Linked DNA regions of Mus musculus: region 1 is linked to region 2. Evidence: chromatin contacts called from public Hi-C data. All regions are on one chromosome and are shown on one strand. The core of a region is the stretch at or near the end of the contact, and the rest is flanking DNA. Distances in the headings are between cores, read along the strand shown. Region 1 overlaps Aagab (alpha- and gamma-adaptin binding protein). Region 2 overlaps Map2k5 (mitogen-activated protein kinase kinase 5).

The links. A called contact is a pair of places that touch in the nucleus more often than the background predicts.
Region 1: a contact with region 2 is called in a Hi-C map of liver, with 3 times the contacts expected there. The contact joins two enhancer-like sites. A contact is called at or near these places in 2 of 39 promoter capture datasets (the 3T3-L1 cell line and hippocampal neurons), 4 of 484 Hi-C or Micro-C datasets (embryonic stem cells, epidermal suprabasal cells, liver and 1 more), 1 of 115 datasets of contacts at active chromatin or transcription factors (bone marrow-derived macrophages) and 1 of 9 other capture datasets (macrophages).

What each region holds. Positions count from the first base shown.
Region 1 is chr9:63,608,733-63,615,147 of GRCm38.p6, reverse strand. All of the region lies in intron 1 of Aagab (alpha- and gamma-adaptin binding protein), which reads right to left. Among named protein-coding and RNA genes, the nearest start is that of Aagab, 9.3 kb to the right of the region's middle. Within about 2 kb of position 1,872, at least 138 of the 459 cell types and tissues checked have an H3K27ac peak or open chromatin away from gene starts, as enhancers often do. A contact at or near this core is called in liver, where this site is marked.
Region 2 is chr9:63,341,107-63,347,537 of GRCm38.p6, reverse strand. Map2k5 (mitogen-activated protein kinase kinase 5) reads left to right here. Exons shown (of 22, transcript NM_011840.3): 4 at 4,082-4,151. Among named protein-coding and RNA genes, the nearest start is that of Map2k5, 34 kb to the left of the region's middle. Within about 2 kb of position 1,632, at least 16 of the 459 cell types and tissues checked have an H3K27ac peak or open chromatin away from gene starts, as enhancers often do. A contact at or near this core is called in liver, where this site is marked.

The sequences.
Region 1 (6,415 bases), core at 623-3,122, 270 kb before region 2:
TTCTATGTGCACTAGGGTGTGCAGCTTGCACACTGTATATACACACAGAGGCTGGAGAGGACACCTACCGCTCTCCACCTTATTCCCTTGAGACAGCGTCTCTCATCAAACCTTCAGCTGGCTATGCTGGTGTCCAGGAGGCCCCTGTGACTCTCCTGAGGTTATGAGTGCACCTGCAACCATGCCTAAAGCCATGCCTCCCTCTTGTGTGGCCACACCCAGCAGTGGGTGCTGGTCTTTGAAATCCTTGTATGTCCAGCAAGAACTTTACATACTGAGCCATCTCTCCAACCCCTGCCTTACATTTTTGCCCAAGCGTCAGTCATTTCTCTTAAAGGAACAGATCTGTGCCCATGTCTGAAACTGACCTTTGACCTCTTTAACAAATTGGCAATCCTGCCTCACTTCCACTTTCAGTTACAACGCTTTATTTAGTGCTAACTCCATAGCAGCCAGCTACATACAATGTTCCTCACACCATGACAGCCCAGGTGGGCGCGCAGCAGGACAGAGGAGCTATTAAAATCTAAGGCTTTGTCTTCACATCAATTTCTCACAGAGAAAATAAGCAAACAATAAAACCAATTCCTAGACCAAAGTCCACCTCACAGTCTGAACTAATGCTCCAAGCTAACAGTAGCCTTGAATCACCCAGCCAGCACAGACCCCATCTTGTCCGTAGCACTGGGAGGAAGGCAGCCCAAGCCAGGTGAGGTCACAAAACACAGACGGGCTTGGGAAGGGTAGGAGGAGCCAACATGAAATGAGCCCTCATTCTTGGCTAATTTAAAATAACGAACTGGCTGTTTTTTAAAGAGGAAGGAAAACTAACAGCAGTATTTTTAAGAGGCGAAGAAGAAACCAAATGGACTAAGCCCCATGGCTTGCTGCTATTTCCTGAGTCCTGTACTTAAAAGCTGGAATCAATTTGGGGTTATGGTTTTTCCAAATCGGTGTCTTCAATGACAAAATACAATCAATTAAATTGCAAGTACATGCTAACTGCAACCGTGAACATCTGGATCTGCTAAGGGGTTGCACACACTAAGAAGCACCGGATGGTACACTTTAGTTGGGCAAACTGTATGCTGCACAGATTGTATGTTAATAAAGCTTTTTAAGATAAGTAAATAAACAAAAACAAACGGGAGATGGGGTGGCATATTTATTTCTTTTTGTGTTACACTCAGATGGGAATAGAACCAAAAACCAAACTGAATTTTAGTTTCTGGTGATTTAGTAGCTGCCTGGGTTCTGTTTTGTTTTACTCTTTGAACTTCCTCAAACAACTGCAGAGCCCAGTCTACTCAGCAGCACATTTCTGGCTTGGCATGTGTTATCTAATAAGATTGCTCAGTGAGGCTGGGTATGAACTTTGCTATCATATCTGTGCCAAGTAAGAAGTAGGAGAAGGATGAAGACTGCCTTATTCCAGTTCCTACTGTCAATACAGTGTAGAGAAGGGAGACCACGTGTGGAGCAGAGCCTAAAGCTAAAGCCAGCTAAAGCCAGCTTAGTGCATCTTTTCCTGCTTCCCTGAGATGCTGGCACTGTGACCTGGGCTCAGTCTCACCACCCTGGGGTATAACCACAAGCCAAAGCACACCCTTGGACTTAAAGAGCCACTGTCTCCCCAGGACTGAACAGGAACAGCAGAACGAGGGGACCACCGCCACCCCTTGAACCAGCAGGACAGTGAAACCATTCACAAATTGCTCACGGCATTTGAGGAGTGCTGTGGTATGAGAGCCTGCTTATGCTTGCACGGCCCGAAACACTCCCCCTTCTTTGCCTGTCATTATCCTGAATGTGGACGCCCTCAGCTCTTCTGTGTACAAAGAAATTCCCAGAGCAGCTCTGCCTTCCAGCCCTCCAGCTCTTATCCACTCTGCTGGCAGCCGCCTGGTGGAGCTGTAATACCTAACTTTTTAAGAGACAAACAGTAGGTGATTGATTACTAGGTCTGTTATTACACACTTGGATTCACACCTTAAAATAGTTCATTGTAGTGTAAAAAGTTAACATGTCACTCTAGGTCCCGCAGCAAATCCACCTCCCACCCTCACCCCCACCCAGTTAGAAGCGTAAGTACAAACAGCAGTCCCTACTTGAGAACCGGTTCTTCTGCAGCCAGGGAGTCTCCAGCTACCCCTCACCCCCACTTATTTTCTCACTTTGAGAGCTTATTTCCCCTACAGCCCCACTGGTGTTTAAAAGAAAGATTAAAGCTATGTGACAGAGGTTGCACGCACGACAGTCAGTGGAGTGACCCAACATTTGTCATCTATCTTCTGCATGGGCTTTGTGCCCTCACCTAGGACAGCAGGCCAATCTGGCAAGCCATCAGAGGAAAGAGGAGGTAGCAAGGTGCACTTCAGAATCAGTGAGAGGTGAGTGAGCCTCTTGGCACTCATTAGGAAGCATTCTCTAAACACCACACAAACCGTTTACACACACACACACTCACGTACACGAAAACACCTGACCTCCTTTTACTTAGACATTTCAGCCCAAAACAACAGTAGCAGCAGCAGCGTTCCAATGGTAACAGAGTGCTGCTGTACCTGGCATTACCCATGTGTCTGTAGTGGTAGTGGTAAGAGCACTTACTTAACACCAACAGATTTCATGGCCAGATCGTACTTTCCATGGCTTTAGAGAGGTGACACTTGCCAAGGCAAATCAGGACAATCCTTCCAGAGACCAGCACTGTTCTGAGAATGTAGTTTCCTGAGTGTCTGATCCTCCTGCCTCCACCTCCTAGGTGCTGGGATTACAGGATGTGGCATACATCAGCGTTGTGAGGTGCTAGGGGTGGAACCCAGGGCCTAGTCAAGCTAGAGAAGGACTTTACCAACTGAGCCACATCCTTAACTCAGTTTTTATCCTACAAACTGAAACTGCCTTCCCGGCAGGCATCAGTGTCTCCCACTCAGGCTACAACAGTTGGTCACGGGTTCCTCTTTCCAGCTGACCCCAAGGTGCCTCTTCCTTCCCTTTGTGCAGCCAGCACCAAGCAAGCAGAGGAGACCACTGGAAATGAGCCACTACAGCCCTGCACGTGAGGGCTATCCAGAGGCTGGCCAGAGTGCACCTCAAATAGAGACAAAACTCCTGTTGTGGCTTCAAGACTGAAATGTGTAAGAAGGTGCAGGGATGGAACACAGGGGAGGCTCGAGATGGATGTTCATTCCCATGGCGTAGAGTGATGGCTTAGTGGTTAAGATAACCTGTTAATTGTTCGAAAGGACAATTCCTAACACTCACACGATGGCTCACAATTACGTGTAACGTCAGTTCCATGAGGTCTGATGCTCTCTTTTGGTCTCCATAGGCACCAGGCACAAATGTGGTGCATAGATGTAGAACACCATACACATAAAAATAAAATTTAATTTTTAACAAATGTCCATTCCCCAAGTCCCAACTCAGCTTTCTCTGTGCTCCTCCTGACTTTGCGGTTGGAGCCACACGCAGCTCTTATGAGGAAAGTCTCCGTCAGGCTGCGCAGGGACGGCTTCTCATCTAGCCTGACCACCTTGTAAAATATGACGTCTCAAAAGCTTTCTTTTCCATTGTGGAGGCAGAAGAGAAAGCAATTAGGAAAATTACAGGAGGCAGGGGAGTCTGATGTCAGCCGAAGGGGAAGATAGCCATATGAAAGAGGAGAACCCAGGGAGATGTGGTTGGGAAAAGCGTGAGACCCGGGGTGTCCATTAGCCAGCAGGTAAAATGGCCTCAGAAACCTCACCGTGCCTCTGTTGTTGCAACTGGCACAACCACTGGGCCAAAACTCTGCGAGGGAGAATGTCTTCTGGGGGTTGCATGCTGTCAGACGCTTCAACCGAGAAAGAAAACCACACACACACCACAAGATCTCAGTGCTGTGTGCCAAGGACCCGAGCTGCTGAAACCAGAATGCCAGGGCAGTGACGCCACTCTGACAAATAAATGTCAGCAAATTCCCATCTGGAGTTCCCTGAGTAGCCATCATGCAGCCTCCCACACAGGCACGGGTCGCCTTTGTTTTGGGGGCAGTGTGGAGCCGCTGAGGGAGGCCTGGACTTCGAGCACAGCAGGGTGGCACAGCTGCAGGCCACTGCTGAACAGCAGCAGAGACCCCGCTTCCCTTCTAAGGCTTCCTGCCTCCTGGCCGCCCCTGTTCTCTGCTGGCCACTAGAAACCCATGTTTTCACATGCTCGTAGGCTTTTTATATCACAGCGGAAAGTTTTAAAACTTGAAGCAGAGGAAATCCAACTCAACCCTCCCCCTTTTCTTCCAGTTTACTTTCTCCCAGTAGTCATCTGGAATTGGTCACCATGGCCTCATCTTAAAATAATTGTATGTGTGTGTGTGTGTGTGTGTGTTAATGCTTGGGCATATGTGCACATGTGGTCTCTGTTTGCCTTTAAAAGACCTCACAATGCAATGGCACAAACATGAAAAAATATAAAGAAGCTGACAGGAAGTGGAGATAATATGGCAATACGTTTTATGAGAATGAAGCAGGATCCATCAGCCTTAAAATTTGCATGCAATGTACAAAGACTATTAGACGATTCACAGACAGCCCCTACCCAGATTTTACAGAAAAAGGAAACATCTCTGAATCCCATCCTCTTAAAACACCTTTATTTTTATTCATGGGTATATACATGTGCCTGCTCACCTCTTTGTGCACCATATGTGTGCTGTGCCCTTGGAGGCCAGAAGGTGGCGTTAGATCCCCTGAAACTGGAGTTACAGGCAGTTGTGAAATGCTTATGACCTGCCTGATGGCCAGGGCTGGGAACCAAGCCTAGGTCCTCAGCAAGGCAGCCCGTGCTTTTAGAGGCGAATCCCTTTTCTAGCTTCTCGTCACTCTTTATACATTCAAAATTAGCTCTAATTACAACCACAGCAGTGACTCTCCACGGGGACATGATCCTGTACCACTGACTGGTGTGGACACCTGGAGACTTTCTGTGTTGGTTGTCACAAGTCAGGAAATGGCACTGGCATCTAGTGCACAGAGGCCAAGAATGCTTGCCCAACAGCACAGCCCAAAAAGACAGAGTGGCCTCGCCCAGTATGGCAACAGGGTGGATGCTGAGAACCCCTGGCCTAGAGGACAGGAGCCCTGAAAGAGGGATCCAGCTCTACTCATGAACAGAATAAAAATCCTCCAAGACTGAGCCGGTGTTCTTTCTTGCAGAACCCCTCACTCCAGGTACAAAGGTCTTCCCTTGTTATGTCTGCTCACTCTGTTGCATGCTTCTTTGAATACTAGCCATAAAAAAAAAAAAAAAAAAAAAAACACTTGACAATTAATTCTAGATGCCTGAAAAGAATCCTTGAGTATTTTTAGTGAGAAGACTGACTAAAACCTATTCCATGAAATAATGCTCTCATTCTGCTAACAATGTAGGTGACTGGGGCAATGCTCGAGGTATTTATGATGGATGGCCCATGTAAATATAATCAGAAAATATTTCTGGAGTAAAGTTAACTTACTTAAAGTCAGACAACTAAAAAGAGGCTACCATCAGTGGGCGGATTCCCCTATGAACACTCCCGGAGAGCTCAGACAGAGAGCTGACCCTGCTCTGGTAGCCCCTCTATGCTGCTGCCGACCCAATGGCTCATGCTTTCCTCCCCTGGACAGGCTGACGCTGAGGGAAGCCTCAGCTGGCGGGTCAGAGCCAGCAGTCAGGGCTTTGCGGAACACTACACCCAAAGCTGGTTGGTAGTTTCTGAGCTTTTCACAGCTGCCCTGGGCTGCCTCCACCTTCGTCAGCCTTGCTTCTCGGGTAAGCTGCAGAGATCTATTTGAAGCACAATGCCATGTCCAAACTGTCATTCTTGCCAGAAAAGTTTCCAACAACTTTCAGACTTAGCCTTATAAAATGATTTTATATCAGATTTGATTATTCACTAAATGTTGCTATTGCTGAAGGGACTATACAGGGTGAAAGGCATAGAGTAGTGAATATCACATGACCATCGCATGCCGCACAAAAGCCATCCAGTTACACAGACACAGCAGAAATCAAAGTCTCAGTCTAGACAGGCTCCAACCTTCTAGGACACAACACCATGTGCTGTGTTACAAACGGTCCTGCACAACACGGCTGACAAAATCCTACTCGGCACCTCCTCCCCACTAACTAGAAAGGCAATCCTTGTGGTTAGTCCCCCATCAACAAATAGAACACGTGAGTGTGTGACAAGCTGCTCACAGTAGGTCAGATGCTCTGCTCTACAGGAAAGGAAGCAAGCAGCAGCAAGTACCTACAGAGACCTTTTCATTTACCATTTGCCTGACTCAATACATTTCCCACTGAGGTCCCAAAGTTCCTGCAGCAGGAGTATAAACGTATTCTAAGAACTGCCAAAGTTAATATCCATTTCTCCTGTCTCCATTTTGACAATGTG
Region 2 (6,431 bases), core at 383-2,882:
GTAATATTAAACTGTGTTGTTTTGAACTCAGGTTGTTGATTTTCTTTTTTAATATCATAGATTTCCATTAAAATTTGAGTTATTGATTGAATTATGCTGTTATAATTAGAATTGGGTTCATAACAAATAGGGACACTGCTTGATAAACTTGCAAACAAAGGAAGCAATTGTACTTGTTGTCCTTTGCTGAATCTGGCCTTCCTTTGGAGATTAATTATATTTTTGGATAACTACACTAAACTCTGCCACATTCTTATTAAAACTGTTAAGGGTTTTAAAGAACATCTCAGAGAGACTCTGAAACCGATCCAAGCCTGGTGCTAGAGATTCCATTAGCTATCGTAAAACTGATTAATCTTTTACCTGGTTAGCATATTGATTATTGCTGCAATTACTGCTTGTAATGGATTATGGGAGGGACAGCTGAAGCAAGCGCACTAACTGCTGCCTGTGGGATTCGTTTAGGCACCTGTTCTATAGTTTCTGTATGTAATCTGCGCTTTACATGCGAGAGTGCACCTAAGGTAGGAAGTGCCAGGCTAAGTGTTGCTGATTGCTGAGCCTTGGGAGGTGATGGGCTGTGTGGATTTGAGCGTATGAAGTCCTTCACTCATGCTGCTGCTGCTGCTGCTGCTGCTGTTTAGCCTGGGATTTCACAGTAACCTGGGTGATAAGGCAAACATTCTCACTCTCCTTTGGAAGCCACGATGCCTGAGGAGATTGGGTGACTTTCTGAGGGCTGTGCACAGTAGTGATTGGTAGAATCAGGGTCCAGCCCCATTTTAGTCAGTACACACTTCACAAACACCTACTGTGTGTAGATCGTATGTTGAAGTAAAAATAGCTAACATGTGGTAGATGACCACATTGTGACTTTTCTGTTCAACTCATGTTAGCTGTCTTGGTGTCTGAGGTCTAGGCTTCTCTGTTAGGACTTGCTTTTTTTCTTTTGTTTTGGTCAAGCCAGAGTCTTGTCTCTGCCATCACTGATGATTTTATTACTATTTAGAACAAAATGGGAGAGAATAAATGAGAAGGATGCAAAGACAGAGGGCCAGACTTCATTAAAACCAGTGGTTTAGTTGTGATCTTTGCTATTTCTCTGTGAGGCTTACAGCACTCCTCTGGCTGGAATCCATCTTACATCCCAGCAGAGTGAGATACAGCAAGGCAAGGCAGCATTACCCCACTGGTGCCATGGGTCAGGAGACAGCCAGTGTGAGGTTCCCAGGGATGGGCCCTCCAGGCCTCGAGCGCCTTTATCATTCATCTGGGCAGCAACAGACCTAGCAGCTTGGCAGCCTCGTAGCCTGGTGAGAGTGCTCTGTGCCAATGTCCTGCACATGCCCCGCGTTTTTCCCTTGCCTGTAGGGAGTGCTACATAGGCAGCAGCGGCCCACAAGCTCACAGTGGGTTCACACCATGGGCTTGGTTGCTACCCAGTTCTGTGTGTTTGTCCATCTCTAGCCTAATATGTCAGCAGGGGAAAGGCACTTGAGTTTGAGAGAGCTGTAAGAAAGTAAAAGTAAAGCCGAATTAACTGTTTGAGAGAAAAGTCTTAATCAGCACAGTGTGTATCACTGCAGAGGGACTCTGTTAATCATAGTACGGAGAGCTGGGTATACACTGCCTAAATTTTTCACAGTGGTTACAAACATATATGCAGTTTTCCAGTTGATTTGGCACAGTGCTAAGATGAAAGTGAAAGCCTTTTTTATTTATTTTGGGGGGTAAATAAATAAAGCTGGAAAACAGGTCAATTTCATGCATGCAAGGTTTTATAGTAGGGGAAAGGCACTGCACCTGTCCTGACCCTCACACTCGAGGTTATTTGTTCTCAGACTTGACCCCGAGCACCCGTTTCAGACAATTCTATAATTAGTTTGTTAGATAAAGCATAAGGATATTTTTTTCCTGATTTCTAGGACCATAGCAAAGTAGAAACCTACTGTACATAGCAGTTAATTAAAGAAAAGCAGTAACTATGGGCATGGCCACAGTGCTGTCTTGTATCAGTATAAAAAGGCAGGGATTTCTTTGACAGCCACTGATTGGAAAGTTGCTTGCAGCCTTCCAGAAGCAAGGGTACATGCTGTGGATCAATAACCGGCAAATTTCCCATTAAAAAGAATACCTGAGCAATGTTCCAAATAGCCACTGGCATCTTAATTTTCCGCAGAAACCTCAAGTACTTGTGTGCCTGCCGAGGACAAGTCATTTTCGGACAATTTTTCCAGACTACTTGTTAACAGTTATTGCTGTCCCGAAAGGTTGACAGCCGACATGATTGATATTTCACTTACCTGTCGTCACCGTGTGAGTAATGGCAAGTGCACTGTACTTCCTTGCTTTTCGGGAGCAGCCTCTGTGGCCCTAGTGTATTCCAACATGATTTGCACATTTTTCCGCTGTGCGTATTTAAGTTTTTAGGTCCTTAGAAAGAGAGAATTGCCTTCCTTTACAGTTTGAAAGCCATTGCAGGAGGGCTGTGTGCATCTTGGTCATCAGCCAGCTGTCCCTCCTGCCCCTGCCACCACGGTCACCTTCACCTTCCTTGTTTGCAGTGCAGAACAGAAGGCCTTGGCTTTCTCAGCTTCTGATCTTCACAGTGATGCAGAATATTCAGACCTTTGCATATTTTGGAGGAAAAAGATTGATTCTAAAATAACCTTAATGTATATAACACCAATAAAAAGATTCCAGTTTTTAAAATTTATTTTTATTTTATGTTCATTGCTATTTTGTCAGGTCCCCTGGAAGTAGAATTACAGATGGTTGTTAGCTGCCATGCGGGTGCTGGGAATTGAACAGAGTCATCTTGAAGAGCATCCTTTGGAAAAGCAGTCAGTGCTCTTAACCGCAAAGTCAGTTCTCCAGCCCCAAGATAGAAGGGTTTTTTAGAATGTTAGTAAAAATCAAATTTCAGGAATTTCCTGAAAATGTCGTAGTTAAGTGGTATGTGCATATTTAAATATAAAAACAGCAAAAATGAGAAATGGGGAGAGAGTGTCCTGCTTTTGATAAGCCCTTAAAGCACAAAGTCAGGGCGGGAGAGATGGCTCAGTGGTTAAGAACACTGACTGCCTTTCCAGGGAACTGGGGTTTGATTCCCAGCACCCACACAGTGGCTCACAACCATCTGTAATTCCAGATCTTTTTCTGGTCTCTGCAGGTACCAGGCATGCTAGTGGTGGATATATGCAGGCATACACATAAATACCCATACACATAAATAAATAAAAAAACAATTTTAAGCCTAGTCAGTGGTTTTCATTGTAGGTATTTTTCTTCATGAACATTATTTTCTTGTTTGTTCAGCTTAAAGAAGTATAAAAAGGTACAGAAGCCATCTCCACATATAGGCAGATAGGTGGAGCAGGCAGTGTTCCAGGAAACAGTGTGCTTAGTATTTTGGGCTTATTTTATGAGGGACAGTGAGCTGTTGTTTTACTCAAGACCTTATGCTTTATGTGCCTAGAATTTTACAGTAAGCTTTGATCCATCTTAAAGTGTGCCTAAAGCCAAATTACGAATCAGAAGGAGACTTGTTAGGAGACTGCTTTTACATGGGAGTTCTGCTGTCCTTGGTTGAGTACTATGTTGTTCACTGGGCCCAGCAGTCTCTTCAACTTCAGTCCTATTAGCTCTGTGCTTTATACACAAATGTGTGTGTTTGATTGACTGACATGTGAATTCAAGCCAAATATTGAGCCTATTCATTTTGCTTTACAAATTTCAGAGGAAAAGCACAAGAAGCAATTTGAGTAATTTCTATAAAATGCTTTTTTATGATTTAAAATATATATCATTTTAAAGTATGTTAAATACTAACATGGGGTCTTAGTTAATACTGTTAGTCTTAAAGATAAATGGTGGTATGGACGATAACCCCCTACTAGACTTCCAAATCTTGAATACATTCACTGTAGCAATTTTGATGTGCAACTAGAGACACTGTGTACTCAAGGCTGATGTGTGCATACCAGCCATTTACAAGAGTACCATGAATTAAACAGCCCGTAAGTGTCTGTCCCAGTGTCCATACATTACTGAGTAATCTCTTTCTATTATCTCTTTGCAGTATTATTCCACAGTAATGGAACAGCAAGTAAATGGCCAGCTAATAGAGCCGCTGCAGATATTTCCAAGAGGTAATGTTGAACAAATTCTAATCAACAGTGATTATTTCAGCAAACTGTTTGATCACCAGCTATGCTTTCCAAAGGTTTAAATGCACATAGCATGATGTTTAGCTCATAATCTGAAAAAAACAAAAGAAGTATTCATTATCATGGGGGATTGCAAGCTACATTATAGTTATAGCAGATAAAATATCTAATCTACTAGAGTAAATTAAACTAACTAGATTGTTTTTTTTTTTTGAAGTGCATACTTACATTCGCTTAAAGAACTCTTTGGGAGTCCCCATGATTCTAAAGCAAGGCAGATGGCTGGCTTTAGTTCTGGACTTATGACTTGTGGCTCATAATGATGGTGAAGGCTGCTGTTGAGATGAGAGCTGTTAGCTTGTGTGGAGGCTGTGAGAAATGGGGCTCAGGGACAGGGCTTTGGGCAGAGCTTGATATTTGTCTTGGGATGGGGGAGGTTTTTAAAAACTAATGGGGCCCTCTTCTTCAGTGGCAGTTGATTTACATGAGGGCGAGACTAAGTGAATCCCTCCTTTAGGGTGGGCAGTACCAGCCCTGTACGGGCTGTGATTGTTCCTTGTGTAAATATCCTCTCAAAATTTGAACAGTAGTGAAGAGTGACTTAGTTATACCAAAGTAAGTTTTTAACCATTATTTTTGCCCCACTTGAAATCCATGTTTTCTAACTAATTGAACAGACCAGGAAATCCTCTAAGTAACTCTTCTAGAAATAGCTTAATTGAAATAATTAAAAGTTAAACTCACTTCGTTAACTAATACTGTACAGATAATCATGGTATGAGTTTTCCAATTAAACATTCTAGACTTTCATTACCTGTAACTCAGAAGTTTGAATGGCTCAATTAACCACTGGGCTCTATTGTAGGGATGGTCTCAAAGGCAGTTGGCTTGGCCAGCTAGGGAGGAGATCCGGGTTCAAGTGCAATCTACTTCTTTGGGCATTTGCGTGGGCAGTAGAACCAGGGGGATTATTTCATTATTAGTAAGAACTTAATGGAGGGCAAAGTAAAAGGATAAAACTGTGCTACTTAAGATCAGTGGTCATTCAAAAGAAAGGTATGATTAATCGCGTTCTGTGGCGCTTGACTGAACAGGCAAACAGAGAGGCTGCCGTGCTTTTGTAGCTGTCTCCTGACAGTGACCCAGATTATTTCCTTGTTTTCTCTGTGACTTTAGAGTTGGAGCAAACTTAAAAATTATTTCCTTCACAAAGAATAGTGTTTTACCAGCTGAAAATCTCTATCCATTGCTTCTGAGCTCTGTTATGGCAATCCCAGAGAATCTAGTCACCAGGCTGGAGGGCTTTTCTTTATACTAAACAGTTTCCTTCTCTCCACAGGAACTCTTCTCAGTTCAGTTCCCTGTCACTGTCCAGGCAGTCTTGTCAGCAAGGCTGTTCCTGTGCTAAACCCCCTGGTGGTGGCAGCCATTCTGAGACCTCAGCTCTCCTTCCTGTCCCTCCCAGCAGTTCCACAGTTAGGTTTTTCTCCTCCCGTTGTATGGGCTCTTAAGAAGCCTGAGAGCTATACAGCAGCTAAGCATTTAGTATACTGCGAGTGAGAAGGTGACTTAAATTACAGTTTGTTTCTTGGGAAAGGCATATAACGTCAAGTTCTAGTGGGTGTGTAAAGGGAGTTTGAGGGGTTTTGTGCGGTGGTGCTCAACCTGTAGCTCACAACCCGTTTGGTGGTCTAAACAACCCTTTTACAAGGGCTGTCTTAGTTATGTTATGATTCACAACAGTGGTAAAATTACAGTTATGATGTAGCAATGAAAATAATTTTATGGTTGGGGATCACTACAACATGAAGGACTATATTAGAGGGTCGTAGCATTAGGAAGGCTGAGGACCACTGGTTTAGTTTAATGCTATAAAGACACAGCTATGACATGCTGTGATCACTTCATCCCTGGCATAACTAACCCATGTGGCTTAATATGCATTGAATGTAGTCTCTCCAGGCCACATTGAGAATTTCAAAATGGTAGTCCATCCCCCTTCTCGGTGCTGTGACTCAGATCTTTTGGGCTCTTTTCGATTGTCTTGTTTGGTACCTGACTACCTCACTACAGATGTAGATGCCCCCATGTGATGAAATACATATTTGTTCAGGTTATATTTTATAATATTTTAATACGGACTAGAGACTCTTGGGAAGAAGGAGTCTCAGTTGAGGAATCACCTGTCTCCATTAGACTGTCAGGTTTTGACTTCTGATTGATGTCTATAGTGCCAGCCCTGGGTATACTATCCTGGACTGT